2 separate regions of the Rattus norvegicus genome follow, and region 1 is linked to region 2. A link is a contact called in public Hi-C data. All regions are on one chromosome and are shown on one strand. The core of a region is the stretch at or near the end of the contact, and the rest is flanking DNA. Distances in the headings are between cores, read along the strand shown.

Region 1 (3,390 bases), core at 341-2,840, 290 kb before region 2:
CCCACGTGTGACTCTTCTCCCAGAGTGTGTCACAGAACCCCTGCAGCAGTGAAGCTGGGCATTTACCGTCCTGGAAGACCCGCTCCACGTTGAGCCCATAGGTGGCGCACGTCTCATAGTACGTGCACCGCTTCAGGTCATTGGAGAGCTTCCGAGCCCTGACGTCATCGATGACCCTCGGGTTGGTGGAACTTATGGCGTCTGTAAGGGACAAGTACAGGGTGCTCATTAGCAATTGCTTCCCACGGCTCTAGAGCCCCTGTGACTTAAACCTGCCCCACAGCCAGTTGCTTCCTGAAGCTCTGGGGGCCCCTGCAACTCAAAACCCAGCAAAGCCCATGGAGAAGTCATTCCTCCCAGAAGTTGGGATTCAGAAAATAGTTCACCCTCAAAATTAGGCTCAACGCAAGCTACAGAATGGTCGAGGCAAGGAGGCCCACACATGTCCTAACATTTAGTTAGATGAGGTAGGAGGACTGAGTTCAAGGCCCACTTGGAGAGAGACTCATACGCCTACCCTTTAGGCTCACTTGGTGTGTCAAAAAACAAAACAAAAAACAAAAACAATGTGTGATTTGGGACACTCAGTGTCCATGTGACGACAGCCTCCCCAGCAAAAGTTCCTCAGATACAGTCCAAAGAACACATCCATCCGTCTCGCCCAACAGTAAGTACATCTGACATGTCTGCAACAAGTGGGGAAAAGGTCCTTTGTAAAGGTGTGACCGTTTTGTTTTTGAAGTAAAATAGGAAGGAAAAAAATTAAAACCGTAATTTTTGGAAGCCTTTGTCTAATTTGGGAAGCACAGGCCACCAAGCCTCCACCCAGCCCACATTTTATCCAGCCTGGGGCCCTGACAAACCTGCAGATACCCCACCCACATATGAATTCAGGTCAGTGTGTCACAGAGGTGCCCTGGACCCGCAGCTCAGCTAAGCTCCACCTGGCCTCTCATGCATACACTTTAACTTGCCAGTGTCTTGACGCCACATCTCCTAATCCGTCTAATTTGCAAGTCTTTGGTCTAAAGAGCTCTGGAGGGGCCCTTCACTCACCCATGTGAACAAGCACAGGCCATCCCTATCCTAGAAGCTACACCAAGCTGGGCACCATCTCTTGGCACTGGCCTCCTGTAGGTCAGGTCTCCCTAAGGGTTTTCAGTTCGCTCGCGCTCTCTTTCCCTAACCACCCCTGGCCTCTAAAACCACCTACCCCAGCCAGCAGAAAGGAAACCTCGGGTACCGTCTCATATCACCTCAGAGTCTTGCTGCCTACATCCCCAGAGTTGGCACAGGTGTCTCAGGAGCTCACCGAGCACATAGCACATGGGTACTAAGAGCAGATCATGGGGAGCCACACAGTCCAGCTTCCTGCCACAGGTGCCCTCAGCCCCTCAGTCCCTCAATCTACTAACAAGGTCCAAGCAGGGTCTCACAACAGCTGGTTCCATGCTGAGATAAAGGCGATAAAAATAAAACGTCTGTCAAGGTCAAGTCCTGTGTCCACTGACCCTGGCTGGACACAAGGCTGTATGACTTCCATCCATTCTTCAATTCCCCCACCCTGAGCACTGAGGGGCAAAGGTCAGGCCTCCTGGCCACACTAGCTCTGGACTAGGTGTGTGGGGTAAAGTCTGAACTCTTAGTCCACTCCGTTCTACTCCACTAACAGAAACAAACACTGGCGGGCATGAGAAAATGCAGCTGTTCTTTCCAGCCCAGCCAGGAGCCACAAGTCATGTTGAATCCACAATGGGAAGACACTGTGTCTCAGATGCAGGCCCACACAGCCTTACACACCAGGACGGCTGCTGGGAAGACGGCTGCTGGGAACTGCCCAGTCGGCCATAGGCAAAGCATTCTTTCAGAACTCCTCTCCTCTGCTCTAAGACCGCGGTGGGGAAAACCTGGCTGGGAGACGTACTGGCTTTAAAGGCCACCTGAGGACGTTCCAGGGCAGGCACCTTAACTGTATTTCCCGTGTTGCACAGTGGCAATGCTCTGGGAGCAGGTTTCAGGATTCCTGGGGTACACACAGTCACAGGTGCTCCAGCCATTTCCGTGACAGGGTGTGATGCTTGACACGCCCTGTGTCATCTGCCTGCTTGCTTCATCTTACAACGTCTACATGGCGTGTGTTACAGCTTCAGTACAGCTGATTTCTTGCTACAAAGACCCAGGTTGGCCTTGAGCTTACAGAGAGCTCCACCAGCGTGCTATTGAAGGCAAGGAGCACCACACCAGGACACTGCTTTGTACTTTCGACAGTCTAGTTTTGTAGCCCAGGCTAGCCTTCAGTGGCAATCTGTCTTTCTCAACCTCCCTAGTGCTGTGACTACAGTTGTGTCTCACCTGTATTTTAATTCCCCTGTTGTTGGACCCCATGAAGACAGGAGGGCCAATTGTCCATTAAGAACCAAAGCACTGTCTCCAGGTGGCCAGCAGAGGGAGCTATAGGACCAAAAATCCTCTCTGGTTTAAGACTGGATGGCAGTTTGGTGCTGCGGGTTTCAGGAGACCACTGCACGCATCCCGCAGCACCCCCTCCACCCCCCCAAAAAAAAGGAAAAAGAAAGGGAGAAATGGTGGTCTCCATGGAAACACAACTCTAATATTTTACAAGTGACATATTGAGGGCAGGCAGGCAGTGCCTCATTACACGGCTCTCAAACCCTGACTACACTTCAGCTGGTAAATACCAGATTTACTAATTCCAAACGAAACAGCAGTAACAGCTCAAAATTTAGAAAAGCCAGGAAGGGATACTACAATTTTGCTTAAAACCTTGGCTGGAGTGCAGTGGCCAATTCATGAGAGTGAGTCTTTGACCAGAGCTGAGGCCATGAGATCCCGGGGAATAGCAAGGGTGAGTGAGGAAAGCTCAACTCTGTGTCACAGCTCGAGACTCCCCTTTGGTGTCAAAGGGACCCTGAAAATCAAAACAAACCAGACATTTGTTGTAATAAAAATAAATAAAAGCAACTTGATTAGAAGATGTCTTATGCAAAAGGCAATTAAGGCATCATAATACAGAAAAACCATGAGCCAATAGGTTTTCCTAGAGAACCTGGGGTGGGGGTGGGGGGAAAGGAGGTCTGTCTGAGCCTGAATGGAGTTCTCTGAGCAGCAGCTTCAGCACCAACCCCCACTTCCAGCTCATTCCAAATTCATTCCAGGTCATTTCCAAATTCCTCCGTGCCGTGATCATGTCCACGAGCCCTCCAAAGACACCCGTGTGGGGCTGGCACTCACCCTGGGTCCCCACCAGCACTAATGGGATCTCACTGGTGTTCCTGTAGTTGGCCATTCGGCTGTAGTAATGGTAGACGGTCTGGAAACTGATCTCATCCTCCAAGCTGAAGACAAAGATGACCGCGTCCACCCACATGG
Region 2 (3,275 bases), core at 376-2,875:
ATTTTTAGATATCCACAAAGCTATAACTAACCATAGTCAGGTTTTAGAACATTTTTACCACCTCTCCTGGGACTCTAGGCTCCCTCCCGGTCTTAAGGGGATGCTTTAATCTTTCAATACAAGGATGATATTGGCCATGTGTTTTAACAGTTTTGTTTTGCTATTTTTGAGGAGATCACACTTGTGTGATACCTAGTGGAACAGCCATGGGGAAATGAGATATCTTTAAAATGGGTTATCGAGAAGGAAACAGTGGGCTATAAATGTCTTCAGAGCTATCGAAGCTGGACGGCGAGAATAAAAGCCTTCATTGTGCTGACCAGCCTACTTGGTGCTTACTTGAAAACTCTCACAGAGCCCTCCAGACACTGGTTCTCTACTCAGTCTTCAGTCTAAAATTAGGTTAAGGGGTTTAGAGTTGAAGGTATCTTTATTGGATAGAAGTGTGTGTTCAATGCTGAGGCCGACATTCAGCATGGGGTTCCGATGTCCAACGGACCCCACAAGCCGTGCTTTGATATCTCTGTCTCTGAGAAGTTCTGGCTCCTTTATGAACTGGAGGATACAGTGATCAAGTACTCAGGAACACACGTTAGTAAAAGAAATGGTAGTCCAATGCCTCTGGAAGAGAGCTCTGTGTAGGGTCAAGATTCTGTTTCACTCAGCCAATGACACTGGACCTTCAGCAGCTTGGAACTCTGGGTAACATGAAAGAACAGCCCGGACACACCACCAGGTATTTACACACCACTTCCTGGCCGTCTGTGGCTCCCTGAAGGTTTTGGTTTCCTAGCAGAAAGCCTTTAGGTGAAACAAAGCATGTGCTGGGGTCAGAGACAGAATGGACTTTGTGGCGAGGTTAAGTCCAAGACTATATTAAAAGGAGGGTTTAATCCACCTTTAATGTATTTGTCACCATCTTGTCCATAATTAATCTTGGATGTCATTTAAGCATTCGGCGGAAGTGCACCTCTTCTCCAGGGAGTAGAACATGGAGTGGACCCATTAGCTACTCACCTCAGCCATACCTTTGCCTCCCAGGCCATTGTACCAATCCTCAGAGCAACAACCTAGAAAGTGAAGAAAACTAAAACGCAGCCATCCATCCCAGACATCTCTTAGGCAATGTTGTTTAACGACAGGGGAGCAGAAAGGAGTCCTGTTTCCTGGTACCAGTTGGAGGAGTTAACTTCTGACGGAGCCCTGGCTTCTATCTGGGAAACCAGGTCCTCTTCAACAGCCCAAGAAAACAATCAGGTAAACTTTTCAGGTACTCTGGGTAGCCAGGGGATGATCCAGCTCCACTGGCAAGCGTTCAACAATGATCTGAGAATTGCCTTCCTCAGGGGAGGGCTTTGAATCCCACACTCTTAAACTGCTTTGCTTTTGCTGACTGAGTCTGGTAGCTTAGATGTTTTCTTCCTTCTGATTTCTAGCTGCCAATGGCCGAAGACCTGGTTCATAAAAGCTCTGGTGGTGTTTCGTATCAGTGTTGTAACTGGCTTGTGTGAGCAGAGACAAGCTGGCTCCAGCCCATCCCAGCTGTGGGGACCACTCCTTTCCTGGACTCCAGCGGTTCAGAGCAATATCTATAAAGCCTTGCCACCCGCTTCAATGGCACAACAGCGCCACCCTAGGGGAAACAGGGTAGCAACACTGTCCACACCCTTGAAGGAGAGAGTACCTCCCCGTGCCCTGTGCAAACCATATTCACAGATCATGGTCAGCTCCAGACAGCAAGGCAGCAAGGACAGCGACAGTTAGAAAGACGGCTGGCATTGATCAGCAAGAGAAAGGCTGCTAAGCCTCCAAGCACACAGACAGTCCCGGGACAGGCTACCAGAGAGGTCTTGAAACGTTGAGCTTTATTGCTGACACTGAAGATTCCCTGCCCTCCTGATCAGTCCAGTCTGGCAGGTGAGATTAAACATCTCTTTGTTGGAGTTGATGCCCACTCTGTGAAACAATCGCACACGCCACACTTTGTGGGTCACTTCTCACTTCCCTTATTAGAAGCCAAGTGGGTTTTTGATTACTGGACCGAGTCCAGTATCCAGTAGGACAGTGAATGGGGTTTAAGAGGAATAGGAATGTTAATTAGAAGTGAGAGTAGCCTTTCAAACCGGATGAGACAGGAAAGCCACCCTACGTGCTCAACCCAGGGTAAACCTGTTGCCTGGTTGTTGTAAATTAGTTAACTCTAGTTTTTATCTGAAAGCTCACAGACACCCCCACTAAGCACTAAGCAGATGTGCTGTCTACCCCTTGTTAACTTGATACAAAGTAAGGTTTTCCAGGAAGAGGAAACCCCAGTGGAGGGACTGCCTTCACTACACCAGCCTGTGGGCGTGTCTGTGGGGTCATTTTCTTGACTGATGATTGATGTGGGAGGGTCCAGCCCACTGTGGGCGGCACCTCCCCTGTGCTGATGGTTCTGGGTTCTATAAGGAAACATTCTGAGCTGGCCAATAAACAGCATTCTTCCATGGCCTCTGCTTTAGTTCCTGTCTCTAGATTCCTGCTCTGACTTCCCTCAGTGATGGACAGTGATGTGGAAATCTAAGCCAACCAAACCTTTCTCTCCAAAAATTGCTTCTGGTTAGAGAGGAAGCAAATCAATGCAGGAGATAACAAAAATATCCAAAATTGGGATAATTTGAGAAACTGTAGAGAGCCCTTATAGCAATTTTGGTTATTGTAACAGGCCCTCAGACCTCAGTAGACCTCCAGACCTTAGCACAACTGACACCATGATAAAAGCCCCTTCAGACATTGGAACCCAACATGGAGGCCTGTCAAAGCAGAAACAAAGACCTAGTTCACTGCTAACGCAGCAACAGAGGCTACGTCAATGGTCTCAGAATGCGGCTGGGAAAGTCCTTACATATACTAACCGTGCTTTCTGGCTTCTGTTGTTCTGCTTCTTGCTAACTGATATTGTTCATTGTGTCAGCCTGGGATGTGGTTTTTATGCTTAACAAGCAAAAAACATGGTGCTCATGGCCCCACAATTTGGGCGAGTTCCCTGTGGGCCAGCCAACTCTATACATTGATATAGAGTATAGCTATGGATTGGGGCCCAAGACCTTTCAGGATTATTTTGTTTGTGGCTAATGTAGATTTTTTTTAGCTAATGTAGATTAATTAATTAGATGTCTCGATTGGCCTGGATATTTCTTCATAGATGTGTACAGTGAGCAGTGTTTTTTTTTTTTTTTTTTAGTGTAAGTTAAGGTGGTACTCATGCTGTACGGATAGATCAGAGTATCTTATAT

What was found. A called contact is a pair of places that touch in the nucleus more often than the background predicts.
Region 1: a contact with region 2 is called in a Hi-C map of kidney, with 6 times the contacts expected there. The contact joins two enhancer-like sites. A contact is called at or near these places in 9 of 12 Hi-C or Micro-C datasets (Schwann cells, frontal cortex, hepatocytes and 5 more).

The regions. Positions count from the first base shown.
Region 1 is chr9:97,660,996-97,664,385 of GRCr8, reverse strand. It overlaps Agap1 (ArfGAP with GTPase domain, ankyrin repeat and PH domain 1), which reads right to left. Exons shown (of 18, transcript NM_001401593.1): 5 at 3,253-3,390; 6 at 67-201. Among named protein-coding and RNA genes, the nearest start is that of Agap1, 180 kb to the right of the region's middle. Within about 2 kb of position 1,590, at least 1 of the 93 cell types and tissues checked has an H3K27ac peak or open chromatin away from gene starts, as enhancers often do. A contact at or near this core is called in kidney, where this site is marked.
Region 2 is chr9:97,373,816-97,377,090 of GRCr8, reverse strand. No RefSeq gene overlaps it. Among named protein-coding and RNA genes, the nearest start is that of Agap1, 110 kb to the left of the region's middle. Within about 2 kb of position 1,625, at least 21 of the 93 cell types and tissues checked have an H3K27ac peak or open chromatin away from gene starts, as enhancers often do. A contact at or near this core is called in kidney, where this site is marked.